2 separate regions of the Cricetulus griseus genome follow, and region 1 is linked to region 2. Evidence: chromatin contacts called from public Hi-C data. All regions are on one chromosome and are shown on one strand. The core of a region is the stretch at or near the end of the contact, and the rest is flanking DNA. Distances in the headings are between cores, read along the strand shown.

Region 1 (6,032 bases), core at 2,496-4,995, 64 kb before region 2:
AAGCACTTGCTGCGCAAGCATGAGGCCCTGAGTTCAAAACCCCAGACCTCATTAAAAATCCAGGCATGGTTACACATGCCAGTAACACTAGCATGAAGGCATGTAAACAGGCTGATGACAAGAGTGCAACGACTGGCCAGAAGAGCTGGAAATGCAAGCTTCCAGTTCAGAAAGAGACTCAAGGTAGTAAGGCTGAGAACAAAAGATACTCTTCTGTCCAGACTCATCTGCATACTCACATATATGCAACCATACACACCCTGCCACACCACCATAACAATACAGTCTATATTGCTAGACTCAAAGCCACAAACCTACTAATGCTGGGAAGCACAACACCTTCTATTTAAAAGTAGTATCACACTAGTGTTTTGTTTGGTTTTTCGAGACAGGGTTTCTCTGTGTAGACCTGTATGTCCTGGAACTCACTCTGGAGAACAGGCTGGCCTCGAATTCACAGAGATCCTCCTGCCTCTGCCTCCTGCGTGTGCCATTACCTGACCATAAGTGTTTTTGTTATATACTCGCCAGGCCATTTGTTCAATGCCCCTCTGATAGCCTAATTGGAGACACTAACAGCAAGTAAAGACTTTTCAGACCTGAAGAGATGAATTGCAAATGTCCATTAATTCCATTTCAACTTGTTTCCAAAGTCTTCTGTGGAATGAAGATGTTTTTGTTGTTGTTTTGTTGTGGGGTTTTTTTTGTTTGTTTGTTTTTGTTTTTCCAGACAGGATTTCTCTGTGTAGCTTTGTAGACCCGACTGGCCTTGAACTCATAGAGATCCACCTGCCTCTACCTCCCAAATGCTGGGATTAAAGGCAAGGGCCACCACTGCCCAGCCAGAATGAAGAGTTTTTATTAATGGTATGTTCCCTAATTAAACTAGACTAAACCCATCAAAGAAAGAAGAGAATCTCTAAATGTTCAATGGAAATTTCTGGCCTTCCTTGACAAAAAGCTTTTCAGTATCGTATCTCAACTAAGTCTTTATGTCTACATTTAGAGGCAAGGTCAGAAAGCATTTACCGTCTACTTAATTTACTTTAACCAATCATGTTCAACTCTCTGGTCCACCCCCAATTCCTAGAGCAAGGGATAATTCAATTGGCACCTGTTACCACCAGAGGGCAGCATTGAACAGGCATTTAAATATTTTGCTTTTTCAAAGACATTCCCATCTAACCAACTCAACAGAACTTGAAGCAAAGTAAAACTTCTTTGCTGTGATAAATATCAACAGGCATAAAAGGAAATGTCTATGTTATTTTAGGCATAACAATATCCTAACATTATAAGAGAAAAAAATAGAAGTGACTACCTAATTGCAAACAACTGGTATTGCAAATTACAACACACAAAACAAGGGCTACAGTGTGGCCACTACAGCCAGCATTAAGAAAGGCAGCTTCTGACAGGATGGTAAGCAGATGCAGCATGTTACAGTGCCAGGGGCACCATCATGCGTGGAAAGGGGAGCACACCGAGACAAAATAAGCCTGCTCGTAGAACACCAACGGTGAAGTAGTCCTACAGACTTCATGTACTCTCTCCTCCTTTACTCAACATCTGGATGACAATTTTCCAGAACATCTGCTTTCCCAACAGGTTAAACAGAATTATGGCAGAGGGCTGCATCTGCATCTGTGTTGCTTCACAACTCACACAGTATTTTCGCATCTACTTTCTCGTTTGGTAGGTTAAAGGATTGTTGTTTCATTCACCATCAAGTTTCCCACCAAGTAACTGACTAGGAGGTGGACAGATGAAGAAAACTGGACGCTAAAGAGTTGAGAGCCATTGAAAACTGAAAGGTCAACAGTGAAGAGAACTATAGCCGTGCAGACGTGGGAGGGGGGGGTCACTCGTGGTCCTTTTACATATGAAGGATGCTATGAAAGGCAAACAGGCACATGCACATTTAGGAGCACCTTTTCCAGCTTCTACTTCCAGCTCCCTGGGTGGGCCCAGACAAACCCTGCTTACGTTACCTTTTTTCACTTCACTTCATTTTAAATTTGTGTGTATATTACCCTAGCTAACTAACTTACCTTGGGAGTATCCTACTCAAATGAGTCCAGCTAACTTTTTTTTTTTTTTGCTTTGATCTATATATGTTGTGCCTTTATTCATATCCTCACAAAGGAGAAGATGATCACCCAAATAAAATAATAAAAACACTAAACTATGAAGGTCTGCATGTTCCACAAATCCCCACCACAAATCCTGGGAGGTTGGGAGGAAAAGGAAGAGACATGAAATCAAATCAAATTAAATCAAATCAAATAGGAAAGTACCCATAGGAACGTGGGGGGGGGTTGCAAACAGAGAAAAATAGCCTTTGTGAACACCGAACAGGATCAGCATAAGGTTTGCCCTTGGCTCTAAGCTAAAAAGCTCTAAGTTTCCTGGAGGATTTCCATATGGTCTATCATGGGCCACAAAGTCAGTATTTTAGGATACTGACCTTTTGGAATCTTTTCAAAAACTCCAAAGTTATTTACTACTAATAAGAACACTTCCTTGAGGAAATGATAGGCAAGTAGGGTGTCTTCTGGATCTAGCAACCCTGCTCAAAGCAGAGGCTGGGCCCTGGTCTCAGTGAGGACACTATCAAGGGCAGAGCTTATCTACAATAATCTGCTAGCTTATAGTGCCTACCTGCCAAAGAGCACTTTTCTTTGGGGACTCATCTTCATTTTGATCTTCCATAACTGAAGTGTTCTGAAGGGGGAAAAACAGGTTATTTGAATTATGCCAAGTTCTGCAAAACCTAAATGACAAGACATAAACTTTGAGATCTCAAACTAGAGTAGATGGATGCAAACTCAAGAACCCTGCTTTATGGCTAACATATGCCATTCTGGGTCAGGAAGCTATATTCAGCTTTCATAAACCAACAGTAAGCATACAGTCTTCACTCATGGAGGCTGGGCATGACTGGAAACCAGCTAACTTGTGTGGTGGGGTTGGAGTACACCAACAGCATTATTATTCTATGTCAGAAAACTCGGTGACTATTAAGTTCCTAGCGGTTGCACACAATGTCTCCTAGAACACTATTGTCGGGAATGCATCCCATCCACCAACAATTAAGAGTGACAAGGCCTTCCAGTGCCCCACCTCCTCTCTCCTCTCCCGCCATAGCTCTGTTTTGGGAAATGGCCTTGCCATCCTCCCCTCCCCCAACAAGCATGGAGGGGTGCCCCAATGTTCTCCCTCAACAGGAGGATGCCGTTAGTCACTAACAATCTGGCTTGTCTTTTTTTTTTTTTTTTTGCCATTTTTGTATTTGCTACACAAAGAAGCACTGTGTAACTATCCCCTCTGGTGACCCAGTGACTCAACAGATGCCCATTAACTGGAGATTATACATGATTGGGTTTTCCCTTTTGAAGCTCCTACCTAACAGCTAAATGGAGCCCTAATGAGAGGAGGAAGTGGGAGGGCTGTGCTCTAAAAAGAGTGAAAGCTCACCAGTAGCCAGGGGCTAGCTCTCTAAGGTTCCTTCCCAAACCTAGAACAATTAAGAGTGGAGCACAAAACAACTCCAGCATCGGTCCCGCAGTGTTTTCCAAGAGGTTCATTACAGATCTATAAAGTTGTCAACACTATGGGATCTGTTTACATCTTCTAGGGTAAGCTTCTTTCTCAAACCCTCCTCGTTTTTCCTCTATCTTTTAAGTCCTGAAATATTCAGGCCCCACCCAGAGTACTTCCCAAAAGACCAATGGGAAATCCCCCAACAGTCAACTGGAGTCACCACTGGACATGAGTCACTGCTGTCTACCTCAGTGGCACACAGTAAGGAGAGCCAAGCAAGAAGCTAGAATGTTGACTTGGTCACTCAGTCTGGGACCTTGGGAAAGGGAAGTCACTCATCAAACAGAGCCACGGGGTGTGATGAGACCAGGAGTGCTGTGCCTGGTGCTAAAATCTCTGGTCAGAGATGTTCTCTTTCCCTGCATTGAGGACTCTGCTTTCCCTAGGTTATCTTCATACTTGTTTACAACTTCAGTTACCTGGGCACAGTAGAATGGCTCTAGAGGGAAAATCTTTCTCAATAAAATCTAAAAGTCCCAGAATGTCAAAGCCAATGGTGGTTCGGGTGAAATGAGCTAGGGAGGGAAAGGGGCAGGTGTTCAAAACCAGTGGCAGCAGTGGACAATCCTGAAGCACAAGAGGGAGAAGCAAACAAATGCTATGCTTTAAGAAGGTCTCCCTATGTCACTACCTGGAACGGCTTAGAGAGTAACAAAACCAACAGTTTTCCTTAGATAAATAGAAAAAATGACAATGTGATTCAGTACCTCATCCCTGAGTGTGATGTTACACAGTGATCTGTCATATCAACAGCAGCCAAGAATGGCAAGGAGATGAGGGCTGTGCTGCACACCTTTAATCCCAGCACTCGGGAGACAGGGGGATCTCTCCTAATTCAAGGCCTGTGTTACATTTTAAGCTTAAACTTTCTGGAATTCAGTGTCTTGGTTACTGAGTACAGCAGTTACGAAGTGTAGTTCTGACCTATCTTTTTGAATTGGCACCCATGGGCCCATAGAGTGTGGCACTATTAGGAGGTGTGACCTTGGAGGAAGAAGTGTGTCCCGGGGGAAGATGGGTTTGGGTTTCAAAAGCTCAAGCCAGGCCTAGTGTCTCCTGCTGCCTGAGGATGTGGAACTCTCTCAGCTCCTTCTCCAAAATCATGTCTGCCTGTATGCCACCATGAATGATAATAATGAACTAAATCTCCAAACCTTAAGTCAGCCCCAATTAAATGTTCTCCTTTTTAAGAGTTGCTGTGGTTGGGGCTGGAGAGATGGCTCAGAGGTTAAGAGCATGGGCTGCTCTTCCAGAGGTCCTGAGTTCAATTCCCAGCAACCACATGATGGCTCACAACCATCGTTATGAGATCTGGTGCCCTCTTCTGGCATGCAGATATACATGGAAGCAGAATGTTGTATACATAATAAATAAATAAAATCTTAAAAAAAAAAGAGTTGCTGTGGTCATGGTGTCTCTTCACAGCAATAGAAATCCAACTAAGACACACCATGATGTTTTTCTTCACTCAAGGAAAAAGCAAAAACCATCAGGAGTCCTGCAGACTACACCAGTAACAGCCATCATTTCAGTGAGAAGTTTTCATTCATCTGTTTAAAATAGCATTATTTAAAATAGCTGAGAGGGAGACAGCTCTTGTGAAGAAATGTCAAGTATTATCTTCAGGCTGGAATACAGACACTAACCAATTACAAATCAGTGAAACCATCTGAGGGCCAGACTAGTTCCCCTCTAACATATTTTCTTAGCTTCTCTTATAGATACTTGAGAAAAACTACAGAGGACAGCCCTCAAGCTACACTGATGTGGCTGGTTTTCATGACTACAGCTCAAAATTGGGCCCTCATTTGCTAGGAAGTACCTGACCCCCGGACCCAGTGAATCATTTCTACATGGTATTTAACCCTACAGGGTATGAGAGATGACAAGTGGAAAAGGACCTGGATCCTGGGTTTGAGAAAGGCTGTCTATGCACATGAGGTACCACACATTCCAGACTACCATACATTCTGTAAGACCAGCTCGGGTTACCACTCCTTCCTCGAGCTAGTTGTACATGAACAGTAAGTAGTACTATGTGCTAATGATAGCCCAGCATATGGACTGGACTATGGGACAGTCTGAGTCCTCCCACTTCAATAAACAGCTCTAGCACAAAGGAAAGGGGCACTCTGAGGATCACAAGCAGAAGCCACTTCTCCATTCCCTTTCTCAATCTGCTAAATTGGGTTGTGGGGTAAGTGATGGCAACAATGGAAACTTCTCTTAGAGAGCGGCTTGTGTGTGCAAAACACACACACACACACACACACACACACACACACACACACACACACACACACACACACACACACACACACACACACACACACACACACCTGAGTTTTACTTCTTAAAGGCAACAGGCAAACACCCACAGACTCTAGGGTTCAGGTGCAGCCAAGGTTAGTTATGCACATCCAAATTCT
Region 2 (5,785 bases), core at 2,652-5,151:
GGCCAGTCTACAGAAGTAAGTTTCAGGACAGTCAGGGCTGTTACACAGAGAAACCCTGTTTCAAAACAGCAGAAACAAAAAAAAAAAAAAAAAAAAAAAAAAAAGAGTTCATTTATCACCTTGCTGAGGACAGTGGCACAGAAGCATAATCCCAGCATGTGGAAGGCAAAAGCAAGAGGATTGGAAGTTCAAGGCCAGTTTTGGCAACAAAGTTCCAGGCTAGCCTGGGCTAAATGGAACACCTCTAGAAGAGGGCAGGAAGTTGGTAAAGGGAGTATGTGTTAAAAAGAAAGAGAGGAGGCAGGCAGGTAAGAGAGGAAAGAGGAGAAAATGGAGAGAGGGAGGGAAGGCAAGCACACTCATAAGGTGTTTATTAAAGTCAGAATACCAGAGACATGCAAGCACCTTTGGCAGAACCAGGCTTCCAGTAGGGATAAAAGTCACAAAGTGGGGAATTGAATTTTGAAACTATTCTATTACCATCTTTCTCCTCCAGCCATCTCCTTGCTAGGGATAGTGTGTACTAGAGTAAACTATAGGTGTAGTCTCCACTATAACTAGCTTTAATTTCTCCCAAATGTATAAGACAAAAAAATAGACTGGAGAGAAGTAGTTTAATCACAGAGCAGTTGCCCAGCATGAGCCAAGCTTGGCTCTGAGCCCGAGCACTGTAAAAAGAAACAAAAAAGGTAACTAGTGGCTCACACCTGTAACCCCAGTACTCAAGAGGCTGCCAACAGGACTGCCATGAGTCTTACCAAGTCCAAGAGGAAAAGATGCATCAAAATCAAAGTAGAAGGTTGACAGTTAAGAAGTGAAGATGATACAAAGTCAGTTTCCTCTTTGTAATGCAGTGCAATCCAGAAGAACATACAAGTTATCTTGTCAACCATTAAGTACCAAACTCACACAGGCACCATAATCACAAGTACCTGAGTCCAGAAGAAGATACACAAAAATTTGAACTATTTTATGCTCTAGGCTTTCTAAATACCATCAATTTAACCAGTTCTCCTCCTTCAATCATTTTGACATCATTATTAAGTGAATTTTCAGCCAATTTCTGGAAACTGTAATTGAAATGTAGTGAATACAGAAAGCCAGATGCACCTGGGTCTGTCCACTAATGCTATACACTTCTTGAGTAGTAGCTAAGCACTTGAGCTATCTATTACACTAAAATAAACACCTACAGTTCATGGAAAAGGTTGCCTAGGGGTACTAACAGATATCACCTTTGAGGGAGGAAAAAAATCTTTAAAAACATGCCTTTAAGCCAGGCGTTGGTGGCACACACCTTTAATCCCAGCACTCAGGAGGCAGAGGCAGGCGGATCTCTGTGAGTTGGAGACCAGCCTGGTCTACAAGAGCTAGTTCCAGGACAGCCTCCAAAGCCACAGAGAAACTGTCTTGAAAAAGCCTTTAATCCCAGCACATTGGGGGGAGGCAGAGGCAAGCAGATCTATGTGAGTTCAAGACCAGCCTGGCCTACAAAAGGAGTTCTAGGATAGGCTCCAAAGCTACAGAGAAACCCTGTCTTGGAAGGAAAAAAATCTAACTTTCTACATCCTCCGTTGGGCTGACATCTCTTCATATAATCCACACAAAGTCTAAACCAGCCATCAGGGATTCATGGTTCTAAGCATGTGCTCCAGCACTGAGGTGCACCCCAACCAGCACCCCAAACAAACCTTTTTTGTTATAAGCACAGAAAACAAGGAAATGTGGAGTAGAGGCTTTCTTAAATCACGTAGGAAAAGACCATGCCTTAGAATACACTGTATTTCTTCTCTTTTGAAGAAGACATTTTGGTTGTCTGAAGTGAATGTGTTTCAGTATGAAGCACTAGCCACACTGAAAGCTGATATACTGTTTAAGAAGATGGAACATGTCTGAAATTACTTTGCCAAAACAGAGGTCAGCAAGACGGCTCAGCCAAAGGCATTTGATCATACAAGCCTGACAACATGAGTTCAATTCCTAGAACCCATGTAAAGACAGAAGTGACTGCAAAGTTGTCCTCTGACCACCAAATGCCCACTGTGGTACTTTCACACATTTACTATATAATACATAAATAACAATGTTTAAAAGCTATTTTGTCAAGATAACCCACTTGGAAAGTTGCCTAAACTGTTGATGCTGAAAAGGACACATTCCTCAGTACCTAAATATCAACGTCCCACAAGTGACAGAATCCCTTCAAACACACATACACCCCAGATCTACCAGAGGTTTTTTTCCCCTAATTTTCAGCAAGTTCAGTTCTGCACCTTGTGCAGAGGCCAGCAGACATAACACTACCTCTGTATTTATTTTATGCTACTATACTTCCATTTTAAAATTGTACCTCAACTCCCTGGATAACATCATCCACAGAAACCATGAGGCTATCCGACAGACTTTCAGTATCACCATTTATTATTTATAGCATTAAATGGGGGAAGTGGCTCTGATGTCACCAACCCTACCCAGTGGAATCACTGACTCAATAAACATGTTCACACTGGAGAAAATCGACGAGGAAAACGTTTTGCTAAATTCAGTAGATCTTTCACCTTTCCTCGATACCACGGGGCTGATACTAGTTGTTACTGTATTAGCAGAGATACAAAGAAACTATCAACGGTTTCACAGGAAGAAGCCCTTTGTATGTCCATTTGCAGAAGCTGATTCCCTCCCAACTCTCCTGAGTCCAGTTTGATTTCCGTCACGTTTAAATTGGCAGGTAATACCAGCCATATTTTATTTCTTCCACCAATGAGCAAATTGTTCACTTCTCCCAGACACTCACTCATAGTTCTGTTTCCAAAAACCTTTCTGGCACCAAGTCTGAGGTCAGAGAGGGGTTAGGGGTGTCCAGGGAGATCTGATCAGTCTGGCTACCAATGGTTTCTAACAGTAAAAGGAATCGTTACTTTCTCTGTGGGTGAAGAATTCACCTTTTTTTTTTCTTTTACAGAGCGGGTGGCGGTAATGAGGGCAACCCCTTCCCCCTCCCCTCTCGTTTCCCAAATGGTAAAGTTATGGTTTCCCTTTCCTGGGGGATGGAATCCAGAGTACCTGGGGCCTTGCTATACAAACATCCTTCACGGCAGGGTAGGAAACCCTTTGTCCAAGAAGCCTGACACCACAGGGGCCCAGAAAAGAGGCCCCTTATCCTGCAATCCTCAGACTCGAGGGCACCCCCAACATCCCAGCCCTACGGGGTCTATCTTGGCATCCACACAGCTATAGCTTGGGGAGAAGGTCCTGAGAGGCCCCCTAAACCTCCCCCCTCGCGCCTAGGTTACGGAGGCCGAAGCGGCCCCAACTGGTCTCGGACTCCCTCCAACCACCATCACCCTCGGCTTGAGCGCGGCCGGGAACCGCGATGCGGGCCTGCCCGGAGGAATGGGAAGGGAAAAGAAAGCCCCTCCTAAAATGAGAGTGTGATGGCAAGGCGAGAGTGAGCGGAGGCTCTCGGAGGAGCGAGGCAGGGGCGCCCGAGACCGGTCGGAGCCCGGCAAGGGGGGAGGGGGCGCGGGGAGCGGAGTCCGGGCCGGCCCGGGAGCGCGAGGCGTCAGCAACGAGCCACGGCAGGGGACCGGCCGGGCCTGGGCGGCGGGGAACGAGGGCTGGCCTGGCACGGACGCCGAGGTGGGCAGGCCCCCGGGCCGCCGGCCGGCCGGAAGAACGGAGGGCCAGCGGGCCGCACTCACCATGAGCTCGATGGTCTTGTCCTCAATCACCGAGTCGGGCTCCATGGCGGCCCCGGCGGCCCCGCCTCGCTCTCCCCGTTCAGCAGCGAACGGCCCGGGCGGAGGAGGCGGTGGCAGCGGCGGCGGTGGAGGCGGCTCTCGCACCCACTCTAGCTGCCAGCCCGCCCGGGCCGCCGGCAGCTCCGCCCTCCCCCTTCGGCGGACGCAGGACGCGCAGCGGGGACTACAACTCCCGGCAACCACCGCGGCTCGCACGGCCTTGTGGGAGCAAGAAGCCGCCCGGCCCACTCTGCCAGGGTCTCGCCACTGGATAGTGCGCTTCGGGGAGCGTAGAGCTGGGAGTACGGGACATGCAGACCTGGAGAATCCAGGACTTGCTCTGGGTAGGGCCTCGTGAGTGCTGCGACTACTAGTCCCAGAAATCCTCGCGCGCGAGGTCTCCTTCCGGCTGGTCGTTCCTGACTTCCTGGCAGCCCAGGGCTGCCAAAACCCGGACGGAAACTCGGAGGCAACTCCTCACTTGTCTGTGATCTTTGCGGTGCAACCGATTTCCGCACATGCGCCGTGGGTGTCTGCAGAGCCGCTCGTCGCCTGGGTGGTTGTGCTGTCGCTCCGTGTGTGTTGCATCTGGTAGGGACAGGTAGCGTAGACAGGTGGGTCCCAGGTGCACTAGGAATGGTAGGAGGGGACCCGAGAGCCCGAGGTCACAGCCAAGGGAAGGTGGACATCTCAAGAGGAAGAGTTTGGAGACTGAGTTGGGAAACAGGTGTATTAAGATCTGCTGCACTAACTAAGGAGGAACTTAGCCATGAGAAAGAAACTGTTCTGAAAACATTTATTTATTTATTTATTTATTTATTTATTTATTTATTTATTGGTTTTTCGAGACAGGGTTTCTCTGTGTAGCTTTGGAGCTTATCCTGGCACTCGATCTGGAGGCCAGGCTGGCCTTGAACTCAGAGATCCGCCTGCCTCTGCCTCCCGAGTGCTTGGATTAAAGGCGTGTGCCACCACCGCCCGGCGAAAACATTTATTCTTAAGCATTCAGTTTCTACCGAGTACTGCCCTAAGCACTGGTAATCATCTTCGAATGTAACAGGAAAGACCCCTGTATTCATGAAGCTTAATTAAGAGTTAGAGATGCTATGACGAAACACAACTGGAGACTTCCAGTGAACTCTGCCTCCAACTCTGTGTGACTTTCTCCAAGTCTGTCAGTACCCTGAAACCAAAATCCCCCAGGAACAAGCTGATAGTTGAACAAGGTGTGTTAATTTCCAGCTGAAGCAGAAGAGAGCATACACATCATGATGAATCATGGAAGGCTCAGTAAAAGACTTCAGTACTGTCAGGAAGTGGGAATAATTCTGAGATTGGACACTTCAGTCTTATCTGGGGAAAGTTAGATTGAAGCAAATGCAGTAATTGGGGTCAGCTCCTCACATTAGCCAGATTCAAGTGTTTAGTGTGTGGCTTAGATAATGCTCTTGTTTTATCACAAATTATGGAGTGGCCTTGGTTTTGTCTTGATCCACAAGATAAGGTCACAGAATGGCCTTGTGTGATGTTGGTGGTTTGTGAAGTTGTTTATGTTTTATAAGAGACCTAGCTATAAGGACCAGGCAGGCTCTGGCTATTATCAAGGGCCTGAATGATTGTACCCAGCCCGACTTCTCAATGGCAGAGACTGCTTTCCTGTTTCTCAAGTGCTTTTCAATTCTCTGTCCCAGTGCAGTGGATGACTTTCCAACTCTTCCCATTCCCAAAGATCAAGGTATTACAGTTAATCAGTATACAGTGTCCAAATCACTGTATATATTCCCTGCAGTTAGAGCTTGAAATTTTATACTCTATCTGGTGGCTTTCACCAAGAGATTGGAAAAAAAAAAAAAAGTGCAACTGAGAAAAGCCCAGAATTAAGAGTTACTGCCATTACCTTGTGTCTGGATTTCACCAAACAGGAGGGTAGGTTAAATGACCTCTGTTTCAGTTACCTATTGCAACATAACAAACGGAGCCAAGGCTTGGTAGCTTAGAATAACAATGGTTTATTATTTTTTATGATTGTGTAGGTTAACCAAGCG

The links. A called contact is a pair of places that touch in the nucleus more often than the background predicts.
Region 1: a contact with region 2 is called in a Hi-C map of fibroblasts, with 2.6 times the contacts expected there. The contact joins the enhancer-like site here to the promoter of Fbxw11 in region 2. A contact is called at or near these places in 3 of 8 Hi-C or Micro-C datasets (the CHO-K1 cell line and fibroblasts).

What each region holds. Positions count from the first base shown.
Region 1 is chr7:47,891,779-47,897,810 of CriGri-PICRH-1.0, reverse strand. It overlaps Fbxw11 (F-box/WD repeat-containing protein 11), which reads right to left. Exons shown (of 13, transcript XM_027425196.2): 2 at 2,662-2,724. Among named protein-coding and RNA genes, the nearest start is that of Fbxw11, 64 kb to the right of the region's middle. Within about 2 kb of position 3,745, at least 3 of the 6 cell types and tissues checked have open chromatin away from gene starts, as enhancers often do. A contact at or near this core is called in the CHO-K1 cell line and fibroblasts, where this site is marked.
Region 2 is chr7:47,828,594-47,834,378 of CriGri-PICRH-1.0, reverse strand. It overlaps Fbxw11 (F-box/WD repeat-containing protein 11), which reads right to left and starts at 3,901. Exons shown (of 13, transcript XM_027425196.2): 1 at 3,702-3,901. The coding sequence starts at 3,746.